7 separate regions of the Mus musculus genome follow, and all the other regions are linked to region 1. Evidence: chromatin contacts called from public HiChIP or PLAC-seq, capture Hi-C and promoter capture Hi-C data. All regions are on one chromosome and are shown on one strand. Each heading gives the region's core, a stretch centred on a gene start, on an enhancer-like site or on the middle of the called end of the contact. The rest is flanking DNA. Distances are from core to core; before and after follow the strand shown.

What was found. Promoter capture Hi-C pulls out the DNA fragments that hold promoters and counts their contacts. HiChIP or PLAC-seq counts read pairs in DNA pulled down with a chosen protein or histone mark. Capture Hi-C pulls out chosen DNA fragments and counts their contacts.
Region 2: an H3K4me3 HiChIP or PLAC-seq map of embryonic forebrain shows a contact between it and region 1, with 5 times the contacts expected there. The contact joins the promoter of Marveld3 here to the promoter of Mtss2 in region 1. A contact is called at or near these places in 1 of 39 promoter capture datasets (hippocampal neurons), 1 of 484 Hi-C or Micro-C datasets (cortical neurons), 5 of 115 datasets of contacts at active chromatin or transcription factors (astrocytes, embryonic forebrain, embryonic stem cells and 2 more) and 1 of 9 other capture datasets (pancreatic islet).
Region 3: a capture Hi-C map of embryonic stem cells shows a contact between it and region 1, with 2.9 times the contacts expected there. The contact joins the promoter of Zfp612 here to the promoter of Mtss2 in region 1. A contact is called at or near these places in 3 of 39 promoter capture datasets (embryonic stem cells, frontonasal cranial neural crest and hippocampal neurons), 2 of 115 datasets of contacts at active chromatin or transcription factors (SST interneurons and forebrain) and 1 of 9 other capture datasets (embryonic stem cells).
Region 4: a contact with region 1 is called in a promoter capture Hi-C map of the HPC-7 cell line. The contact joins the promoter of Tle7 here to the promoter of Mtss2 in region 1. A contact is called at or near these places in 5 of 39 promoter capture datasets (the HPC-7 cell line, cranial neural crest, embryonic stem cells and 2 more), 5 of 115 datasets of contacts at active chromatin or transcription factors (SST interneurons, astrocytes, embryonic forebrain and 2 more) and 1 of 9 other capture datasets (embryonic stem cells).
Region 5: a contact with region 1 is called in a promoter capture Hi-C map of liver. The contact joins the promoter of Mlkl here to the promoter of Mtss2 in region 1. A contact is called at or near these places in 3 of 39 promoter capture datasets (liver and pre-B cells).
Region 6: a promoter capture Hi-C map of embryonic stem cells shows a contact between it and region 1, with 4 times the contacts expected there. The contact joins the promoter of Rfwd3 here to the promoter of Mtss2 in region 1. A contact is called at or near these places in 4 of 39 promoter capture datasets (cranial neural crest, embryonic stem cells and liver), 1 of 115 datasets of contacts at active chromatin or transcription factors (embryonic hindbrain) and 1 of 9 other capture datasets (pancreatic islet).
Region 7: an H3K4me3 HiChIP or PLAC-seq map of embryonic forebrain shows a contact between it and region 1, with 5 times the contacts expected there. The contact joins the promoter of Calb2 here to the promoter of Mtss2 in region 1. A contact is called at or near these places in 4 of 39 promoter capture datasets (cranial neural crest, frontonasal cranial neural crest, hippocampal neurons and 1 more), 4 of 484 Hi-C or Micro-C datasets (cortical neurons, embryonic stem cells and palatal mesenchyme), 7 of 115 datasets of contacts at active chromatin or transcription factors (differentiating embryonic stem cells, embryonic forebrain, embryonic hindbrain and 4 more) and 1 of 9 other capture datasets (embryonic stem cells).

What each region holds. Positions count from the first base shown.
Region 1 is chr8:110,719,984-110,723,175 of GRCm38.p6, forward strand. Mtss2 (MTSS I-BAR domain containing 2) reads left to right here and starts at 1,493. Exons shown (of 14, transcript NM_198625.2): 1 at 1,493-1,807. The coding sequence starts at 1,739. It overlaps Vac14 (Vac14 homolog (S. cerevisiae)), which reads left to right. Exons shown (of 19, transcript NM_146216.3): 19 at 1-415.
Region 2 is chr8:109,960,765-109,963,956 of GRCm38.p6, forward strand. Marveld3 (MARVEL (membrane-associating) domain containing 3) reads right to left here and starts at 1,441. Exons shown (of 3, transcript NM_212447.2): 1 at 952-1,441. The coding sequence starts at 1,343.
Region 3 is chr8:110,078,020-110,081,211 of GRCm38.p6, forward strand. It overlaps Zfp612 (zinc finger protein 612), which reads left to right and starts at 1,715. Exons shown (of 5, transcript NM_175480.4): 1 at 1,715-1,985.
Region 4 is chr8:110,099,725-110,102,916 of GRCm38.p6, forward strand. It overlaps Tle7 (TLE family member 7), which reads left to right and starts at 1,608. Exons shown (of 10, transcript NM_001370839.1): 1 at 1,608-1,810. The coding sequence starts at 1,640.
Region 5 is chr8:111,336,663-111,339,854 of GRCm38.p6, forward strand. It overlaps Mlkl (mixed lineage kinase domain-like), which reads right to left and starts at 1,543. Exons shown (of 11, transcript NM_029005.3): 1 at 1,162-1,543.
Region 6 is chr8:111,298,548-111,301,739 of GRCm38.p6, forward strand. It overlaps Rfwd3 (ring finger and WD repeat domain 3), which reads right to left and starts at 1,675. Exons shown (of 13, transcript NM_146218.4): 1 at 1,588-1,675. The coding sequence starts at 1,633.
Region 7 is chr8:110,166,631-110,169,822 of GRCm38.p6, forward strand. It overlaps Calb2 (calbindin 2), which reads right to left and starts at 1,582. Exons shown (of 11, transcript NM_007586.2): 1 at 1,414-1,582. The coding sequence starts at 1,507.

The DNA of each region.
Region 1 (3,192 bases), core at 243-2,742:
AAAAGGGCCCTAGTGGCCTAAGAAGCACTCAGGGTCTCTAAGCTGAGGCCACAAGGAGCCTAAGAACCTGCCTCCAGCAGGGCTGGACCCAACCACCAGCCAGGGTAGGGAGGGGGATGGTATTGGCTCTGTCAGCCTCAGCTCCTCCCAGCAGAGCACCTGGACCCCAGCACTGTCAGCTACACTCTGTCCTGGGACCGATGGATTCTCTCCTGAGTCGGGACTACAGCCTCAGAATCCAGAAGCAGCCTCTTTCTAATCCCTGTCTGTGAGAAGAGCTTGACCTTGGCCCCAGAGCACTGGCATGGTGTGTGTGCATATGTACATCTGTGTGGAAATGCACACAGGCCAGCACAAAGACCTCTACAGAATGATGTCCATCCCTGCCCCAATAAAGAAATCACAGAATCCTTAATCAAGTCTGCCTGCTCCTTCTCTGCTAGCACCTGTGCCAAGCCTGATGCTGCAGCTGCCCTGGGGCCTCACCTATCCTGGAAAGCCAGCTTCATTCTAAGCCCTGATTCCCATATGAATCCAGGGACCAATTCTTCCCAGGACCAGTACCTTCCTCCTGGCCTTACTCTCGATCCTTAGTCCTGCTTTCTGAGTCCCTGTGCAATGTGGATGTCCCCATAAGCAGGAATGGCACAGCAGAACACTGCAGAGCAGTGAGCAATGGGAGGAAATCAAAGATAAATGCCCCAATCTTTGACTTAGCTCAAAGAACCGCGTCTGTCACCTGGCTTTGGGTTCTGGTGAACCCTAGTTGCCTGCTGCGGCCCTTTAGTTGCCAGGAGCTTGTGCCTGCTTTCCCCTGGAGCCCTAACTATGTGTGCCCCATGAGAATAGGTTCACCTGGAGTCTCCTGGACGACAGCAGTACTTGCCCTCCCATGTGTACACGCGTGCATCCCCACACACTACACTCTGCAGGTTCAACACAGACCCTACTCACGAGGAAGTTGGGCCGGGACACCATCACTATTTCCACCCCCAATCCAGGTGACACCGGTACTACTTAGAAAAGGAACTGAAGGACATTTGTGCAGGAGGGTTGGACTTTATGGATGGTCTGTGGTGGACAGCTCCAATGCGGCCAGTTCCCGTTCCCCTCTGCACGATGCTCAGTGCTATTCATCAGGCCGGGATGCACTAAGGACTGCATCCTTGGCGGGTTTCATCTTGGTCGAGCCCAAGGCCTTGAAGGTGCAAACCCGGGTCCGCTCCCGCTGGAGGGTGGGGGGCTGGCCCGGCCCCGCCCCTGCGCCGCCCCGACCCGCGGCGGCGCCCGCTCCCGCCGGCCCCTCTTGCCGGACCAGTCTGGCAGCGCCAGAGCTCGGATTTCAAAGCCCTGGTTTCTGGCCGTGAATGGGTCCTCGCCCGCCCGGCCTTTCCCACAGCCCCCTCCTGTGCTCCCTCCCCGCGGCCCTCCCTCCGCCGCGCCCACGTGACGCCCGAGCTTCGGCGGCTCGGATTACCGCCGCCGCCGCTCCAGTGCCCGCGCCGAGGCTGCGCCGCGAACTGCCCGCGCCGCGCCCCCAGCCCCACCGAGCCATGGCCCGCGCTGCCGGCCCACGGCCCGCAACCCCGGAGCGCGGCGCGGCCGGCCGCTGAGAGCGCGGCCCCGAGGCAGGGAGCCCCGGCGCGGCCTCGGAGCAGCGCCCGCGGCGGTCCGGCCCCTCCCCTGCACGGCTCCCCGCGCCCCTTGCGCGCCCTGCCGCCGCGCGCCCGGCCCCAGCATGGAGACGGCGGAGAAGGAGTGTGGCGCCTTGGGCGGGCTCTTCCAGGCCATCGTCAACGACATGAAGGTACCCCGGGCAAGCTCCGGGCATACGGGTCTCCTCTGAGGGACGCGTGGCGGGCAGTGTGTGTGTGTGTGTGTGTGTGTGTGTGTGTGTGTGCGCGCGGGCAGTGTGTGTGTGTGTGTGTGCGGGCAGTGTGTGTGTGTGTGTGTGTGTGCGGGCAGTGTGTGTGTGTGTGTGTGTGTGTGTGTGTGTGTGTGTGTGTGTGTGTGTGTGTGTGTGTGTGTTTCATCTGAGCCTGTCCTCCTGCGCCCGCCTTGCGCCCAATGCCTGTCTGGGTCCGAAGGGTGGGAGTGAGTGCTCGCAGGTTGGGATGTCCGAGAGGTCGCCCCGTAGGATCCCGATCCAAAGCTGAGCGTCCGCAAACACTCGGTACCCCAGACCCCCAAACTATGAATTGGGTTTATCTTTAGGACCGACCTTTAAGGCCCTTTAACGGATCCAAGGTCTCTCGGGCCTCCGCCCCCTTTCACCACAGTGCCCCCCCACACACACACACACACATACCCCCGACGCCCCGAAGCCCAGACAATGCTGTCACCGCCAAAGCAGGAAAAAAATAATAAAGCAAAGAACTGTTAACTCTTGCCCCGCCAGCCTCGGGCCTCTGCATGGATGCAGCCCCACCTACACACACACACACACACACACACACACACACACACACACACCAACAGATCCAGCAAGCTCCATTACTCCAATCCTCGGGTGGGGTCCTCCCTGCAGCCCAAGGGTAGGACTGAATCCACCTTGGGGAGGAGGTAGGCTGTGTGTTGGCTAAGCAACCTGGGGAGCGCTTTCAGCAACCCCCCCTTCCTGATCACTCAAGGTCAGACTGAGCAGGCACCCTGTTCAGATGGGGAAACTGAGGCCTGCGAATGGCTCAAGGTCATAAGGAGACCATTGGATCCTGCTTCGGGACCTCAGCCATTATTATCCATCTGGTAATTTACTGAATTCTCCCTGACCCCCAGAGGCCAGTGTTTGACGAGGCTGATCCGAATTGACTAGGCAGGGAAAGCTTCAGTGGCAAGGTGGGCATCGAGTGCCAGTGTTCCTGTCCTGCACTGTACCCCTTGGTCTAGGAACACGATGGAAAACGGAAGAAACTAGGCCCTGTGCTGAGCCTCCTCACATCCTTACCCTAGGCTCGCACTTAGCAAGAACAAATCAGAATCCTGCTAGACCCTGGGGGCTGTGGAACCCACGTACAGGTACACCCTACCCAAGGGCTCCAGAAAAATGCTTTAGGAAAGTGATGCCTTGCAGAGAGGCAAGAAGTTGGGGCTCCCCTCCTAGTACTGCCAAGAAACACCCCCAGTAAGGGAAGGCATCTGTCAGATACTTGCCCCCTAAAAAGAGGCCTGAAACCACACTGGCCTGGGACTTAC
Region 2 (3,192 bases), core at 191-2,690, 760 kb before region 1:
TGGTTGCAGTCCAAGATGGGTGCAGCCAGGGAAACAATAGCTAGTGTCAAAGACCGAAAGAGCAGCCCAAATCTGGGCGCAGCTTTCGCGAGGTGAGTTGGCTTTAGATAATGTAACATAAACTCATGATAGCAGCTTTCCCTGATGTGTGGAAGTCTAATGGCAGAGGCTCCAAGTCTAATGGCAGAGGCTGGGGATCATCAGCTAGAAGAGTTGTCTCCAGGGAAAAGAATGCACAGTTTTGACAACCACACACACACACACACACACACACACACACACACACACACACACACACACTTTTTGCCCTCAGGGACACCTATTTTATTCTATTTACCCAGTCCCCAGAGCCTGGTTCCACATCTGTGCAACTGGATGGCGCGCTGAGTCTCTAGGAGGGGGTATGACGACCGGTCCCCTGCTAGTCCTTTCCACCCTCATTCACAAAACCTTCAAAGACACAGGGGAATTTCGGGACCTACAGACCAAGTTCGTCTATTCATGAGGGTGGGGTTTAAACAAACCTACGGTCTGAAACAAGCTGCTGAGAAAGACCTCACTGACTTTGTTACACATCACCGGAGAATGAACGTTTAGGTGGGCTTAGTTTCGTGTTTAAAACGGCGGCTTCTGCTAGCAGTCTGCTGCGCATACATAGCCTTGTCAGGAAGAGCGAGTCCAACTATTAACTCTTCGTTGGGCTAACTTTATTCAGCCCCCCCCCCAACCTGGAAGCTGGACTTTGAAAGGTATAGAGGGAAGGCTAGGGAACAAGACTTAAGAGTCTGTGGCCCTCCGGCTAGCCCCACCTACCTAGCCTTCTAAACCGTTCCAGTTTCAGTCCTGAAACTCTCCTCCTTCCTCTGGTTCTCGGGCTTTCCCACTTTTTCTTTTATGTCATCTCTCCTCCACCCTCGGCGGTCCCTGGTCCCTAGCAGGTGCACCCCTCACCTCTCCAACCCGCGGCGCCCGAGGCCATGCTTCTGCGACAGCTCTGGGGGCCCCCAGGGTGCGGGTCCCGGAGTCGGGGCTGCGTCCCAACTGGGTCCCCAGGGCTCGGGCCGCGCACGGCTTTGACGGGACTTCTCCAAGGCTCTTTGTTCGGATGCGCGATGGCCCGCGTCCCTGTGTCTGTCCTGGCGCTGGTCTCGGTCCGTTCTCTGTTCCCGGCCCGCCCGACGGTCCCCGTTTCCTCTCACGTCACCGTTCCTCTCCCTGTGCCTGTCCCCGCCTCGGTCCCGCGACCGCTCGACGTGGTGGTCTCGGTCCGGGTGCGGGCGCCGGTCCGGGTCTCTTTCTCTAGGACGGGTCCGGGGCTCACGGTGCCCCGAAGTATTTTTCATGGCCGGATTCCTGTCCCCGCCCGGAAACGATCCGAGGGCGACAACCAACCATAAGTTTCCCAGGCAGGTGGCCAAGCTCAAGGACGGGGCGGTACAGCTCACCTGTGCGCACGCGCACTTGCCCTCCAGCGGCCCGGAGAGGGCGCACCTGCCACTGGCCGCCAGGGGGCAGTCGTGGTGCGGCCAGAGGGGATGGGGGTGGGAGTGGGGTGGACGAGGGCTGGAGAGTGGGAGGTGGATTCTTGCTGAAATAGATGTCAGTCCTAGGTTTTATAGGATTATCAAAGGGAAATGGCCCAGGGAGCAGGCAAAAGGATGTGACCAAATCAGCTCAGCCTTCAAAGGCTGTCTCTTGCTAGAGCTATTAGGACGCCAGACCAATCATTTATTTCTTTACTTTCATGGTACTGGGTTTGAATCCCAGGGCCTTGCATGTCTAGGTGAGCATGGTACCACTGAGCTATATTCCCAGCCCCAAACGAAGATCATTAAACCCACTAATACAGTTCCGGGCATGGATTTGAGCTTTTCGATAGAGAGCTCATTAGGGGGAGGAGTTGGTAACTCCATTGATCTAAACTTGGGTGGGGTGACCTCACTCCTAGCAGCTATGACGAGTTCCCCCAAATGAAGCCAGTAGTGGTGATTTCCTGTCGACCAACTTACAAAGCGTCTTGAGTTTGCTTCCCCAGAGCGTACTCATCATCCACCCTTCTTCTCAGCCATCCACCCACACAGTCAGATAGCCACACATCCACCTACCCGCTCAGCCAGCCTCTCACCCACGGGTCCTCTCCCTCCTCAGAGAAGTTACAGCCCAAACTTATAAAACACTTAAAAGAAAAAAGAAAAGAAAAGAACTGTTCTACTCGTTATTAGTAGCCTTTAATTTTGCCAAGAACATTTTTTAAAAACCAGAAAACTGGCTCTGCTAGTGGGGTCAGCAAGTGAGCAGGAGCACGTGACTCAGCAGGTGCGGGAGGTTCGCAGGGAAGTCGTTTTGGACAGAGATAGTGCTCCAGTTTGCGTAAAGACTGGATGGGAACAAGGACACGTGCTAGAAAGACAACGTGAGGCTCTGCTCTGAGTAGAATTGAGGAATCAGGAAGGATGGGCCGAGTTGGAGACTGAAACTGACTCCTGTATCCCCACATATGTGAATCTGGTGACACCTCCTGTGTCTACAGCACTCACCGTGGTGGCTGGACGCTCATGTTCCAGCAGGGCAAAGAGGTGACCCTCTGGTGAGCTCTAAGGAAGGGTCATGGCCGCAGGCAATGCCTTTCCTGAGCTTTGTATAAAGCTCTTGGCATTTCATTTCTTATGGAAGCTGGAAGTATCGCCCTCTGAGGCTCTCATCCATGGAGAATGGGCGTTGGCAAAAGAGCTGTTAACTGTCTTTGGCTCCTCCGTGCAGTTATCTCACTTTGAGAATGTTATAAACTGGCCTCTGGCTACTTCTGCAGAGGCTTTGCTGCCTGGCTCTATGCCAAGTTCTGTCAACGTCACCACCGAGGGTACAAGATGCAGAGCTGGAGCCCCACAAACTCCCAGTGGCTGTCCCTCCTCACCCCGGCATCGGTCCATGGCTCCATCACCATCACGCCGAACACTAATCTCTGAAATCCCTTTCCAGCCCGAAATCAAGAGTAAAACCCGAGCCAGGTATCACCCGTGATCACACCTGCAATTCCAGCCTGTGATCTCCGTGTAAGTTCGACGCTGGAAGGGGTCAGAGTGGGCTACGCTTCATGTTTTTCAAAGTAATGGAGTTCTAAGGAAGTGCCTGCTTGGAGACCCACTCTGACCCCCGCCCCCCCTTTTGATAGGCAAAAATGTAACTAAAAAA
Region 3 (3,192 bases), core at 465-2,964, 640 kb before region 1:
AGAGGGTCCAACCCAGTAGCTTTTAGTACTGTCTAATGTCCCCCAGGGTTCATTCTGGGACTTTGTGTGGGGTAAGTTTTGTTTTGTTTTTTTGTTTTTTTTTTAACCTTTGATGGTGATGGTGAGGGGTAGCATTGTGGGTGAAAGTCAGAAGTGCCACAAAGCCGACGATGTAAGACAGTCTTGGCTACAGAGGAAGACTTGCTAGTGTGTGACTAGTCATTTATGTAAGTGAAAACCTTGGCCAGAATCTAGGACTCAGACAACGCGTGTAGCAATTCCAGGAATCTGACTCCAGCATCATGAAGAGAAAAACCATTCTGTGTTTCACTCAGAACTCTGTCAAAAGAGCATTCACCGTTTTAGATCATGCTCTTGTGATTTTTGGAAACACCAGCGAAAGACAGGAGCTCTGTGGCTCTGACATCCGAATTCCATGTGGGACAATGGCAAATATGTATGCCATTAGACCAAAGTAGTGTTGTTACTATAAATCATTTTCATGTATCCTCTACTATGTATTACTTGTGGGTCTCTAGGCAGTGCCAATTTTCAGTTCCCGAACAGAAGTCATGTCTACAGAGACTGACTCATTGAACTATAGTGCTGTTGAGATATTGGAATGCTACAGGTGCCAAGGCTAGCTAATTATCTTATTTTGGGCCAGTGTTACCACTTTGAATAACCATTTCTTGCTTATTTTTCTGTAAGAACTAACATCCTGTAATATAGATTAAACACCTGTTGGGATCTTGTAACAGGCCATTGACTTCCACCAACACAAAAGCCAAGAAGGTTATCATATAGCATCCATCTGAAATATAGAAAGGCGACCCCTATCTTGCTGTACCGACCTCTCTGATGCACCCAACCAATATATCTTTTTTTTTTTTTTTCTTCTTTTTTCTTTTCGAGACAGGGTTTCTCTGTGCAGCCCTGGCTGTCCTGGAACTCACTCTGTAGACCAGGCTGGCCTCGAACTCAGAAATCTGCCTGCCTCTGCCTCCCAAGTGCTGGGATTAAAGGCGTGCGTCACCACCGCCCGGCCCAACCAATATATCTTAAACTTTGATTTAGGACTTTTTTGATCTGTAAAACTATAAAACTGCTTCCGCGTTGGAACGTGGAATTTGGGGCAACCTAAATCTGGGCTCCTGGGCTATGATCACTTAAATTTGGTTTGAGAATAAACTATCTCTTATCCCCTTTAAGGTAAGAGTTGTTTTCTTGTGTCAACAGCAGGTAGTTATGAATTTCATGGTAGGAAATCAGGTTGTTGTTGTTGTTATTATTATTATTTGTCCTGGTTTTTGAACCCAGAGTGCCCGAGAAGCAGTGTATCATTAAGCGCCATCTCCAGCCTCAGCTTCCAGAACAACTGCAATCAAGGCCCAGCAGCAGGCCTGCATGACATTACATAACATTTATTTTTAAAGTGGACCCTGGGTCCTCCAGCCTGTGACGCACTGGCACAGTCCACCTGCTGGCACCTCCAGCTTTACCAAGACATAAACTCGGGTGGCCTTTCTCGGGTGGGTCTATCCAGTACTCCAGGAGTAAGGGTCCTAAGACATCAGAACCCATGGCCCACGACAAAGAGCTTGAGTCCTAGGCGACAGAGAACCGCAGAGGCCAGGCGGGCACCCCAGAGAGGGAGGGGGCAGCACTCCTAGAGGGGCGGGGTCGGGCCGGTGACGCACTTCCGGCCGCGCGCGGACCGTGCTGCGCAGGTGAGTGCGGACCCATTGCGGTTCGCGGTGTGTCTTGGCGGACAGCACGCAGGGGCTCCCGCAGCCAGCCTCGCGGGCCACCAAGTCTCCGTGTCCACAGCGGTGACGCTTGAGTGGCGACCATTGTCAGACCCAGAAAACTCAGCAGGTGGCGGATCGGGGAAGCTGTGTCACTTCACAGAGGGGTAGCTGCGTGCGGGGGCGAAGCGGCTCGAGGTGACATCGCAGGTCTCTTGACCCGCCGCGGCCCTGCAGGTGTGTACTGCTTGTCCCGGGCTCCAGGCAGGGTGAAGGGCGCGGGGCCACCGCAGGGAAAGCAGGGCCACTTCTCAGCCGTTGGGGACAGAGCGAGCTTAAGGCCTGGTCTGCTGCATCGACGTCAGGCCCCACACATGCACACAAGATGACGACATGGCAAGAGTACACACAGACTAGTTTCAGAATTGCTGCTATTTCATACCCCGTAGAAGGCAGTGCGACATTTGGATGGATGCAGGTCTCTTACGGCTATAACCGTAGCCAAAACACTTATTTTTCCAAGGTGGGGAGCAGGGAGAGACAGAGACAGAGATAGACACAGAGAAAGAGTTTTAAGAGAAAGAAAAGTAACGGATGCTTACCTATGCGCAGCCAGATAAGAACGAATCTGGTCCTTATGCTGCATCCATCAGTGTATTCGTTCTTCATCTGACTCTCAGACTCTTCCCACCCTCAGATGTAACAACTATTTTGAATTTTGTGTTTACCACAGCCTATTTTTTTAAAAGTGTATACATATGCAACAGTTTAAGCTTTGTTGTTGTTGTTGTTTTTGAGTACTTGGTTAATTTCTAAGTAGTGTCTATGTCAGCTGGGTAAGGTCCAGCTATAAAAACAATACAGAAGCTGTATTTTCAGGGGATGGGTAGGTTGTTTTCAGGCTGGTTATGCATCACAAATAGTGCTGACGATGGATACTTTGTGCATGTCTCCTACACATGAGAATATCCATAGGAATACATTTTTCAAGCTTTTTTATTCACAGGCAATTTTCATACAAATGTAGAATGCATTTGATTCATTTCACACCCCCCCTTCCTGGGCACCCCCTTTGTAGACATTTTTAAGATTTGATGTGGATATAGAGTTTTCCAAACACATTTGGCATCGAGTGTTCCTGGTCAAGGGTTAATTCTGAGCCAGAGGAAAATTTACAGCCTGATAGTTTTTTAATTGCCAAATAAGTCATAATGAAAATGGCTGGGGAAACTCCTGCAATTTGAAGAGGTAGAAACATTTAAAAATCCTTTTGTAGTCTAGGTTTTTCAAGATGTAGAACGTAGGACAAAGGGTTTTGTTTTGTTTTGTTTGTGGGAATTTAGCTATGAGTAGAATATAGTCGCCTGGACAGAGTGAAGGACAAAGATAGCAAAATAGAAAAAAAATATAGACAAATTAAATATAACAGTTCAGTTGGGCAAAG
Region 4 (3,192 bases), core at 358-2,857, 620 kb before region 1:
TGTGGCTGGGGGGTGGTGGGGAACAGGTCAGGAGCAAGAGTAAGGTCTAGGCTTGTCCAAACCCCGAAAATCTCATCTTGAGACTGGCGGGAAGAAAGATCACCTTCTCCTTGTTCTGGGCCTGCATGCCCTGGGGCACGTAGCCCTGTGACCCCCACCTTCACAACCTCTAAGGTAGTCGTGTAGCCTGATGGTTAAATTACAGGTTTAATTCCCTCTCTTCCTACAAGGGCTTTTCCAGCAAGCACCTGGAATTCCTCTTCATGCAAAGAAATCATCCCCAGCACCCAGCACGAGCCACTAATGTACACTCACCCACAAGACCCCTACCCACTCCCCAAGGCTTATATAGCCCTTGTTACCCCCGAATAAAGAAAGCTGTAACACCGAAAACCATTTAGAGAAGGCTTCTTTCTCTTCCCATCTCCCCCAACCTCCTGTGAACCCACCTACCTGAACAAGCTTTGCTTGGTCCTTTCTCTCTGGCCTGGTGCTAGACCATGCCTGAACACCCTAAAGGCAGGAGTGGCGCTAGGTCCACAGGAAACAGTCTGTCTCACAACAGATGGCCAGGGAGTACTCCACCCGTCTTTAGCTCACAGCCGTGGACCCCAAGATGTGCTTTCTGCTCCCTCAACGCAGATGTACTATCGAGGCTCGAATCCAAGAGCACTTAAGTCAGAAGGTCTGACGTTCCAGATCTGCCACCAGTGGGCACCTGTGTAAACTCTGCCTCAGAGTCTTGGCCAGTATGAGGACGTGGCTGACCCAGGGCCTCCAGAAGGCTGTGCTTTGATGGCCAGTGGTTATTTTCCCCCCTCCCTGCAGGATTGTTACTGTCCAGGACTCACCTCTCTGCTCAGACCCCCTAAGACCGGCAGGTGAAGAAAGCTATTTGACACCTGCCAAACCTCTACTGAGCCTCCTCACCAGACAGAGTACCCCAGCCACAGCTGCCCAGGTCCAGGAGATGCCTTACAGTGACAAAGGAGGAGCCTTGGCTCAAAGACTTTTTTCTTTTTCTACACTGTAACATTTCTCACCTGCAGCTCTAAACCCAGATGGGCACCTGTTACAATCTTTTCTCCTTCTGTAGGGATCAGTACATCTGTCCCAGGAGTGGAGGGGACCCTCCCGTCCAAAACCCGTCACCCCCCAGAAAATGTCTGGGTATACCTGAGTCTGAGAGGGGGCATCTGGGAAGACCTTCTCCAGCCTTTCTGCCTCTGAAATCTCCCCACCCTCCAGACCACTTTCCCACTTTGGTCTGTTGTCCTGCCTGACCAGAAAGCGAAGAGCATTCAGTTCTGTTCCAGAATGCCTGCCAGCCCCTTCCGCTTAGTCAAGAATCGGACGACGGGAGAGGAGCTGATCTTGGCCTTTTTTTTGGGGGGGGGGTGCGGGGGGGGGGCTAAGCACGCAGCCATTGGGTTGGGCAAGGACCCAGTTTCCTTTAGTTCCACACACTACAGCTCAGGTAGAGCACCTTCCAGGCCTCCCGGGAGGATAGGGGTGGGGGTGGGGGCGGCTCCGTGCTGAGGCCTGGACCAGTTGGGAAGGCGCTGGGGTCATCGGCCTACTCTTTCGTCTGCCTCCTTCCTGCTCCAGTTTCATCTACCATAGCAGGGCGGGTCTTCAAATGGCTGACATGTTCTTGAGGTGTGGCTCCCACCCCCTATCGGCCGCGGAAATCCCACCCACCCTCCGTCCAAGCCCAGCCTCCAGGAAGCCTCCCTCAACTGCACACTGCGCCAAGTGTCTCCTGTGGCGGCCCCCGGGTCCCCCCAGCAGAGACTCGCAACCAGTCACGGTAAGAGACTAGTCTGTCGCTGTCAATCCCTGTGTGTCCTCCTGTCTTTCCCTCACCCAGGGTGGGACCACCCATTTGTCACCAGGGCATGGCCTCCGAGGGCTCCTCCCAGCACAGGCCCGAGCTTCATGCACCCAGCTGCACAGATCCCCCCTCCCACGCCATTCTCAGAGTGGGGGCCTCGTGCAGGGCTGTCTGGGCCTGCAGCTGGCGTCTGGTGCAAGGGGACAGGGACATGAGCGCTACATGTGGGTCTGGGGGTGACCTGCATAGGGAGGAGGGCCGGCAAAGCAGCCATTTAGGAATCCTCTTTCGCTCCTGCTGCCTCCTAGTGGAGCAACTCGCCTGGCCGCTTCCAGCAAGGCGGGAAACAAATAGTTGCCATGTCACCAGCGTGAGGCCACTGGGTCCCCTCGGCCACACGAAGGCTCTTTCTCTGCTCGGAACCTGAGGAGAAGCCCTTCGCCAGCTGCCTCAAATCCAGGACCCCACAGCAGCTGGGGCTGAGGTGCTGGTGGGAAAATGTCCCCAGCGTCTCCTAGGGGAGCCTGAAGAGATGGCGGAGACTAGAGGGCTGCAGGGGTGTCCGACGGGAGCGCACTGGTTAGCCCACCGCGTCCTCTTTAAAGAGGGCTAGCAGTCTAGTGATGAACCAGCTCCCAGTCAGAGGAGCTCAGGAGAAGGGCTGCGGTGAGGCATGTCGCCCCCAAGACCCTGATAGTGACAATTCAAGGCTTAGCTCAAAGCTCCCTAGGAAGAAAACGGAGAATTCTGGACAGAAACTGGACTGTAGGATTCGGAATGTAAGTGTTCAGCCTCCGGGTGGGAAAGGAGAGCGCCTTGTGTGAGAGGCGATCACCATCATCACGCTTGTCTGAAAGGAGGCCCGATAAGGCTTGGAGAATTGAAAGTTCCCCAGTGACATCAAAGGACCAGATGAATATGGAGGAGATGAATAGTGAGAAGGGACCTGGCCCATTGCCGTCCCTTCCTTCTGGAAGGACCCTATTGTACACTGCTCAGAGCAAAAGTCACCTCTCTTTTGTGTCTCCTCCCCGACCCCCCCCCCCCCCACCCCCGATTCTGTGACCTCAGCCTACTCTTTACCGCCCTCTGCTCTTTGGACTTGGAACTGCAGATGTCCCGCACTGTATGAGGAAGGCAGGAAGTGTTTGGTACCTGTGAATTTTCTCCTTTATACGTTTTCATCAACAAATGTCTAGGTGACTCTCTCTGGAGCACTTTGTTGAAAGAGAAGCACCTGCACTGGGAGACTGAAGAGGGGTAGGGGTGGGGTGGGGTGGGGTCAGTGCTCTGAGCATAGCTCTCTAGTGAACTACCTAGGAACCCCAAGGGCCTTATGGGTGGAAATTAGATTTGAG
Region 5 (3,192 bases), core at 293-2,792, 620 kb after region 1:
CATTTACAGATCAGATCACAACATGGAGAAAATAACTCCCTGAAATTCCAATCTGCCTTTAAAACATAAGTAAAAAAGTAAAACCAAGGACTGGAGAGATGGCTCAGCGGTTAAGAGCACTGATTGCCCTTCTGGAGGGCCCGAGTTCAATTCCCAGAAACCACACGGTGGCTCACATCCATCTGTAATGGGATCTGATGCCCTCTTCTGGTGTGTCTGAGGATAGCAACAGTGTACTCACATAAAACAAATTAAATAAATCTAAATCTTACCAAAAAAAAAAAAAAAAAAGTGAAAAAGCAGCCAAACTGAAATCAAGCATGTGAGTAATTAGTTTTCCTTGTCCCCAGGATTCCTGGGCAGGAGGCACAGGCATTAATGTCAGAGTACTCTTTAATGGCTGAGCCATCTCTCTAGCCTGTCAGGACGCTCTTAGAGAAAAATCAATGGATCTCGGGGCCCAGCCATTCCCAGATGGTGAGCCCAAGTCGTCAAGGCTCTTTCTTGGATGTCTGAGAGCAAAGGAGAAAAATCTGGAAGCACTACTAAATATATTAATTACTCATATCCTCCCCCCCCCCCCCAGCCTGGACTATACAGTGAGTTCCAGGCCAGCCAGAGCTACACAGTGAGATCCTGTTTCGATAAACAAATAAATAAATAGTCTAAAAAAAATCAGATGCCCTTTAAAAAAAAAACTTTACGTTAGATTATTCGTGAAATGGGCCCCAGAAAAGGAAGAGGGCGTTCATAGTTAAGAACTGGAATCCCGCTGAGTAATGGTGGAGCATACATGCCCTTAGTCTCAGCACTTGGCAATCAAGAGGCAGGCAGATCTCTGAGATCATGTCCGGCCTGGTCTACGGAACAAGTTCCAAGTTCCAGTGCAGCCTGAGCCACCCAGAGAAACCCTGTCCTGAGTCCCCGCTTCCCCCACCCCTACCCCAAACCCCCGTAATCGTCTGTGCTGGAAATTAATTGTCCTACTGACTACCCATCTACTCTACGACTTGGGCACCTCGGGGCGGGTCCCCAGTCCCCACCTTTTGCCTTTCCTCGAATGCCATTCCTCGATCTCCATCCTCCTTGGGCAAAAAAAGGTCAGCAGAGATCTCAGCAGAATAACAGCCCAATTTAGTTAGGGAATCGAAACCAACTCACCCTAAGTTCCAGGAAGTCCAATCTGTGATTCTGGGATTCTCCTGCTTCCTCCTGCCGCGCTACAGCTCACTGGATTCTACGTGATCTCCGAGGGGCGCTCGTCCGGTCTATCCTGCGCTCAGTTCCTGTAGGATCATCAGTCTCCCGCCGCTCCCGGACCGCGGTCTTCTGCCTCGTTGACAATGCACGCCAGGTCGGAGCAGGTCCCCGGTGTCCTGAGTCCCCTCCCTTGGTGCAACCTTAAAGCTCTCGCCTCTCGGAGGAACTCCGCACCAGCCGCGGTTCCCGCCTAAAGTCAAATTTGGGCCAACGCAGCAATGCTCCAGCAGAGTCCTCAAAACCAACCTGTCCGACAGCTATTTCTGTCCAGAGTTCTGCTCCGGAAGCCGCGGCCAGTTTGACACGCCTTCCCCCGGCTTTCTACTCCTACTGGAGATATGCCAGCTTCCCACACCCGCTCTCTGGACAGCTCCCAGTTGAAGCCCCTAGTTGGCTGATTCTTTCCCCAAATCCATTAAATAGTTACTCTTCCCAGGTTCTCTGTTTGAGGTCTTGAATTTGGGGGTTGAGAAAATAAGGTTGCAGAGAGCCCTGATAGCCAGTGTAAGGGATAGCCTGGAACTTCAGCATAATTAAAAAAAAAAAAAAAGAAAGAAAAAGAAAAAGAAAACGAAAGTGAGGCGGATGTCCTGAGTCATTTTCCTCTCTCGAGGCAAAAGGCCTTGTCCTCTGACTTCAACGTGTGCACTGGCCCTGGCACGCAAACGCATGCATACCACACCGGTAAATACATAAAAATGGAGGTAACCCGTAGAAGTGCTGAGGCGGTTCCTTTAGCTGCTTTGTGTTGAATAATCCTGGGGCAGGGGATGGAGAGTAATGGAGGAAGTTTAAGGGAGTGTGAAGTTACCCAAGTAGGGGTCAGTTCCTTTTTTTCCCCTTCTAAGGTCATCTCCAAACTTTGTTATTTTTCAAGATGAGTTTATTATTTGTCAGTTATACCCCCAGTTAGCTAGTATAAGAAATAACCTTTCATTAGCTAGTTGGTGGTGGCACAGACCTTGAGTCCCAGCACTCAGGATCTCTGTGAGTTCGAGGCCAACCTAGTTTACAAATCCAGTTCCAAGAGCGCTAAAGCTCTACACACACACACACACACACACACACACACACACACACTCAGATATATGTTGAGATATATATCTCAAAAATAAAACTAAAACAAAATTTAAAAAGAGGAAGGAAAGAAAGAAGAAAATGCCGTTGGCTGACTCATGCTATATAGCTGGGAAAGAATAGAAATAAATTGTATGGGGAGACATTTTACTTTGAGGCAACATAGTTCAGGGATGTCTGGGGGGCTTAGTTTACCTGTTTTCTCACTTCTTTTCTTTATTAAAGATTTATTTATTTTATATTATGTGAGTACACTGTCATTGTCTTCAGACATACCAGAAGAGGGCATCAGAACCCATTACAGATGGTTGTGAGCCACCATGTGGTTGCTGGGACTTGAACTCATAACCTGTGGAAGAGCAGTCAGTGCTCTTAACCACTGAGCCATTGCACCTGCTCCATTTTCTCTCTCTCTCTTTTTTTTTTTTTTTTGCCCTTTCTCCCCACAGACATTCCCCACAAGATCTCATGTAGCCCAGGCTGGCATGGAATTCACTGTGTAGCCAAGAGTGTTCTTAGACTGTTGGTCCTCCAGCCTCCCCTCCTTCATCCTGGGATAACAGAAGTGCACCACCACACTTCTTTTCTGTGGTGCTGTGGATTGAACCCAGGATTCTGTGTTTGCTAGGCAAGTTCCCTATCACCGAGCCAGCCCCCTCTTTGTTTTGTGACAATGTCTCTCTAAGTTACCTGAGGAGGTCTTGAACTTTTGTGATCCCTGCTTTCTTAGCCTCCCATGTGGCTGGAATAACAGACTCGGGCCATCAGGCCCACTTTGTAATTGTTCTCCCTTGTCAGTTGTCTTAGGTCTAGAGATTTATGTATGTGCCTGCCTTAGTTAGGGTTTTACTGCTG
Region 6 (3,192 bases), core at 425-2,924, 580 kb after region 1:
TGTCTTCAGACACACCAGAAGAAGGGCATCAGATCTCATTAGGGTGGTTGTGAGCCACCATGTGGTTGCTGGGATTTGAACTCAGGACCTTTGGAAGAGCAGTTAGTGGCTCTTAACCACTGAGCCATCTCTCCAGCCCTTAAGAAATAAATTTAATTAACTAAAAAATAAAGTCTAAGATTCATTAGACCTGAGTAATAAATGCAGGTTTTTTTTCTTATTCTAATTTTTAGCACTGTTCAGTATTTTAAAATAAAACTTCCTTCCATGGCATGTCTAGAGAGCAACCAGTTCTGATTTCAACTAGAAGGTAACAGCAGTGAAGTTCACACAGCATCCATTGACTGTCACTGCTGGTGCTAAATAATACTGATCGTGTCTTCCACTTCTCAAAAACACAAGGAAAAAAAGTCCAAAATGATAAACCAAAAGCTACAATCAAGAATATACCAGGAGCTGTTCACTACTAAAACTCTAGCAGACTTCTAGAAAAGAATCTTATCAATTTTAAATTTTTATGCAAAAAAGGTGATAGGCTTTAAAAATTAAGCTCTTCACTACTCAAAAATATGTGAACTGATGCTTTTAATATGGCTCTAAAGTTTAACGACATCCTCACAAGAATTATCTTTTAAAAATAGCTCCCCCCCCCCATACTCCTTGCATATTTCCTCAAAACTGTAATTCCATCATTAGAGAGAGAGAGGAGGATTGCCTCAAGTTTGAGAGCAGTCCGGATTCCAGAGGGGGACTGTCACAAATAAGCATGCCTAAGTTAGGTCTAGATGCACTTAACTGTCCTCTCTGAACAGTGCTTCTTACAGGCTGCTATTTAAAGTTTACAATTTAGTTCCTCAATCACACACACACACACACACACACACACATCCAAAAACAAAACACGTTCCCCAAATCCTGGGCTCGTGCTCGTATGAGCCCCTTCTTTAAGTGACACAAACGCTAGTCCGATGGCCCCGAAAAGTCAGCGGCCCTCAGACCGTGAACTCCACCTCTGCCCCCCACCCTTGCTAAGCTTTGGTTTCGATAAACACAGAAGGCGGGAGCGACGGCTGCCCCAATAAACAGGTCGCCGGGAGCCCGCGGGGATTCAGTCAGACCCGGGTTCGTATCCAGGCTCGCCCTGTTAGTAGCTGCGGAACCAAAGTTAAGTTTCCTAACCTGTCTGCCCACGCCCGCCTCCCCGCAGGAAGAGGAGAATGAAAATATCCTTCGGTCGCAGTTCCGCTGCGGTGATAAAAGTTAAAACAGCGAGCGACAAGGGTCAAAGAGTCAGTCACCGGGGCTCGACCCGCGCGGGAAGCACCCGGAGAACGACTCCGTGGAGGGTCCGCAATCGGTGCGAGCCGAGCCCCGTCTCAGCTCCTCCCGAGCTCTCCCCCACCCCCCATTCCTCAGGAAAGGAGGAGGAAGAAGGTCGAGGTCCTCAGGCCGGACCGAAGGAGACCGCCGAGCTCCCAGCGCGCCCTCCGCCCACCTCGCTGGGCCCCGTGAGCAGCCGCAGAGCAAGGGACCACCACCCGCATCCAGAGGCCCCCAGGGCGGAGAAGAAGCAGGGAGCAGCCTCACCTGAGGGGACCAAGTCGGACGCCTGGCCGACCGCGACTTCGGCCATCGTTACCGCGCATCCCCTACTGCGCACCCGCTCCGCCCGCGCCCAGCAGCTCTTCTGGACCCTGAGGCGCCCCCGCTGGAGCCGCGGCTCGGCGAGCTCCTATTGGCCAGCCACTGCGGACGGCGACCAATCTCTTCTCTTCTTCTTCCGTCGGTCGCCGCCAGCTGAAATAGTGGCGCCCTCATTGGTCAGCCTTTGATACATTTCTGGGCGAGAACCTCCGGCCAAGGCGCCTCCTGCAATTGGTAGTCGTGCGGAGTCCGCCATCTCGCGCCCCTTCCTTTGAACTGTTCGGCGGGAAGAAGCCCTGAGGAAGAGAGTTGGTTTTTTTTTTTTTTTTTTTCCCCTTCCTCTTCTACTGAGAGTGAAAAATGTTAAAAGTGGCCGGGCGGTGATGGCTCACGCCTTTAATCTCAGGGAGGCAGAGGCCAGCCTGGTCTACAAAGTGAGTTCCAGGACAGCCAGGGCTATACAGAGAAACCCTGTCTCGAAAAACCAAAAAAAGAAAAGAAAATAAAGAAAGAAAGAAAATGTTAAAAGTGACTTCCCGGGGGCTGGGGAGATGGCTCAGTGGTTAAGAGCACTGACTGCTCTTTCAGAGGTTCTGAGTTCAAGTCCCAGCAACCACATGGTGGCTCACAACCACCTGTAATGGGATCAGATGCCCTCTTCTGGTGTGTCTGAAGACAGCAACAGTGTACTCATATACATAAAATAAATAAATAATTCTTTAAAAGTGACTTCCCCTGCTTCTTCCTAAGGTTTTATTAAAGAGTTTATCGATGATTTTAAAAGTTTGTCCCCAGAGTTCCAGAGCCTGTAGAGTCTCTCATTGGGTTGAGCAACTTGTCCGCAATGGTCGGAAAAAAAAATTTTTTTTTTAAATCTTGCACAATGTCTTCAACTTGAAAACTACTATGATAAATGGCTTGGAAATATAAATTGTCACGTAAGATTTTCCAAACATGTTTCTGAAGAAGGAAATCTTACTTAAAGGTCTTTAAACAAACAAACAAACAAACAAACAACCCAAAAGCCCTCTTCACAGTGCTGAGGGGATGGCTCAGTGGTTAACATCACTGTAATGCTCTTCCAAAAGTCCTGAGTTCAATTCCCAGGAACATGGTGGTTCACAAACATCAGTGGGATCTGGTGCCCTCTACTGGTGTGTCTGAGGACAGCAACCGTGTACTCATATACAGAAAATAAGTAAGTGCTGGGAACGGAGCCTGGGGACTAGCAGCCAGTTTTCTACCTGTGAGCCACTTCTTCAGTTCCCCGTGTACCGACAGTTATCCTTTCCCTTTTCTTGCTATCAGAACAAGCTGCTGCTGGTGTCCCGAGTGGCTAAAATAAGGAGAAAGGATTTTTGTTTGTTTGTTTGTTTGTTTGTTTTTCGATACAGGGTTTCTCTGTATAGCCCTGGCTGCCTTGGAACTCACTTTGTAGACCAGGCTGGCCTCGAACTCAGAAATCTGCCTGCCTCTGCCTCCCGAGTGCGGGGATTAAAGGAGTGCGCCACCACGCCCAGCAGGAGAAAGGATTTTTTTATTTTTGTA
Region 7 (3,192 bases), core at 332-2,831, 550 kb before region 1:
CTGGGCACCAGAAGCAGGGAAGTGGAAAGGCAGCCTCTCCTTGGCCCCATTTTTCAGACTGAGAAACTGAGGCACCACCTTCAGTATCAGTAGTTCTCGGGCAGATCACCATCCCCCCCACCCACCCCCACCCCCCAGTATCCAGATACCTAGTCCTCAACCCCTCCAGCTTTCTCAGTTGCCTCCAAGGAAACTTCACCCACTGGCATCCTCAGACACTAACCCTTTCCTTGCCAAGGCAGACACTGGGAGCAGAGGACCTCTGTGCACCCACTTTCATACCTTACCAAGGGGATTCGGAGAGGAAGGAGAGAATGTAGGGAGTTGCTAACCGATAAGACTATTCCCTGCCCCCTCCCTCTCAGTCCCGGGATAAACAGGGCCACTGAGCCACCACCCTGCCAACAGGTCTGAGATGCCAGTGCATTCTGGGTGTTCATCTTAGCCAGGCGTTGGAGGGTGAATTGAATTTTTTTTTTCCTTTTCTTTTCTTGAGTGATAGAAAAGTCTCGGGCAATATCAGAAGCTGGGGGGTGGGAACAGAGGAGAGGTGAGGGACGGGGTGGTGTGTGTGCTCTTTTATATTTGAGTCAGATAAGACTGTAGACACTTAGAATCCCAGGTCTGGAAGCCACCTCCAAAACCATTCACCTGGACCTCACTTTTTGGGTTGGTCATTGTCAAGACCATGTAGTGGAGTGTTGGTCACTGGAGTGTGACACCACTCCCCTCCACCCCCATCTACAGACTCACAGGGTACCCAGGAATCTATATTACCAGGTAGCAGGCTGGGGGCTAATACCAGGACCCTCCCACCACATCCGCTGCTGCTGTAGTTGGGAAACCCACATACTGGTAGGGTTTTAAAAAAAAATAGATAAAGAAAGCCTTGGTTTGTTTAAAAAAAAAAAAAAGCCCCCAATGCATCCTCTACTCCTGCTCCTGGCCAACCAGGCTAGGGGAGCCGCCCCCTCCCCCCAGGTTCCCTTCAGGACGCTCAGCTTTCTCGAGCCTCTGAAACTGGTGATGGGGGTAAGAAGCAAGAAGGGAGAGTGAGGTTTGGAGACCTGTGGCTACGGGACTGGAAGCAGGGCGTTAGCTTGAAGGAAAAGGTGAGGAAGGAGGCAGGGGAATGTGTCATGGGAGCCTTTTTTTGCCTAGGCCTCCTCTCTGGGAACGCTCAGACTTGCTCAGAACCTGGGCCCTGGCCACCCTGCATTGGGAAAACTTACTGACAGTTGCCACCAGGGCAGCCGGGCATTTCCCCGAACTCAAGACCCCAGCAGGCTCTGCCACAGAACAAACCACTTGGGGGCGAAGCATACCTACCCGCATTGAGCCATGCCCCTGACCCCTTTGCCAAGCTCAGGTCCCCGAGGGTCAAGGGGCCCAGAAGTTGGGAGCTTTACTGACCGTCAGCATCAAAGTGCTTCCAGATTTCCAGGAACTGGGATGCAGTCAGCTCGGCCAGGTGCAGGTAAGGGGGCTGCTGCTGCGGGCCAGCCATGGCGAGCCGCTCCGGAGATCTTAAGCCTCTCTCTCAGCGCGCTGTCACTCGGTGCCGCTTGGCTCTGGTTCTCGCGCTGGGGCTGCGCGCCACGCTGCCTTTATATGCAGCCCGGAGCTGCGCCGCGTCGGGCCGCCGGAAGGGGGCGCGCACACTCAGGGAATCGCGCAGGGCGCGGCGCTGCACGGGCGGGGGCTCTTCTCTGCCAGGGTTCCTGGGGACCGGGAGAGAGTGTTCAATGAGACTTCTGGGTGCCCTCCGGGGACACCGCAGGTATTTAGCTGGAAATGGGGAGAGGCAGCTCCTGCCTTCCCTTCCCTCTGTCCATCTTGAGCACACCCAGTTTCTAGTCGCAGCAATAGCATTATTAACAAGTAGCAAAGCTAAGATTTGAGCCCAGAACTCTTCCTGTCCTGTGACTCCCTCGAGGGGTACCAGGATTGCAGGAAAGCAGGGTTCTCAAGGTTTTACCGTAGGTGGACAACTGGAATCGACAAGGTGCAATGAGGATTCAGATGGGAATGGAGGAACTACTCCACTGTTCAGTAACCCACTTCCCTCCGGTATCTGTCACATCCTGCAGACTTTTAGACCTTTATCCAGGTAGTAGCAGACTGGAGCCTCCCGTAGTCCCGTAGGTAGATGGCGGTAAACTCTGACCCAAAGATGTGCTGAACTTCTGTTAAAGAAAACAGACAGCAAGCACAGCACACCGTGGGGTCTCCTCAATCAGAGAGCCAGCCTCCGTCCCATATCCTCCCTACTCTAAAGGTCTGCAGTGTGTGCTTGCTTCTTGGACACCTTACCTTCAGAGCAACAGCAAGCACCCTGCCCCTAAAAAGAAGGACAGAGACTTGAATTGCTGCTCATTAACATGTGCTAATGAGTGTTAGCTGAGCTGCCTTCGAAGGGAGAGCAAAAGAGAAGGAGGTGAGAATCTAAAGCAGGTCGCTAGGGGAGAGGAGAACCCGGGGTGGGGTGGGGGGGAGGGGGGGGAGCGGAGAAGAGCAGGCTGTTTCCTGGGGTCAGGTTGAGGTAGCTCGGAGCTAACCTCAAAGGGCAACATGGAGCCCAAGTTTCAAAACTGCTGGTGTGTTGCCCAGGCACACAGTTTGAGGTTGTTTACAAGAACAGACTGGGAAAGACGCAGCAAAATAGGCTAACTGTTGGGGCTTCTGTAACCCAGCATTCCTTGCTGCCAGGGCTGAGAAATTACTAAGCTAGAGTCCCCCAGCCTGAGTCTTGCCTTCGAGAAGGCAAGAAGGCTCAGTCCTAAAGAACAGTTGCAATAGAATCAAACTCCTCGGGTCTAGTTCCTAAACAAACAACAACAAAACCTCCACAACGTTGTTTGGCTTACACAGCCTGTCTGTGCCTTGGCTTTCCGAGTCTGTAAAATGGGTGTGTGGGTATTGACATCTTGGATTGTTCTGGGGATTACATGAGTCTGTGTTCCTGTCCTTTATGCTTGTGCTCTCTGGTGAGCTTGGAAAGGATTCCTTGATCAGAGGGAGCACTGGTCAGCTTTCCATCGCCATGGTAAAATACCAGAGGAGGTCGAGTTCAAGGAGTAAAAATGTTTATTAGAGGTTTCAGTCTGTGGGCAAATTTGGTTCATTGTTCAAGGGAGCTGTCATAGGCAGAATGTCATGGTGGGGGCCTGTGGGGGGGAGAAGGCTCCTTAT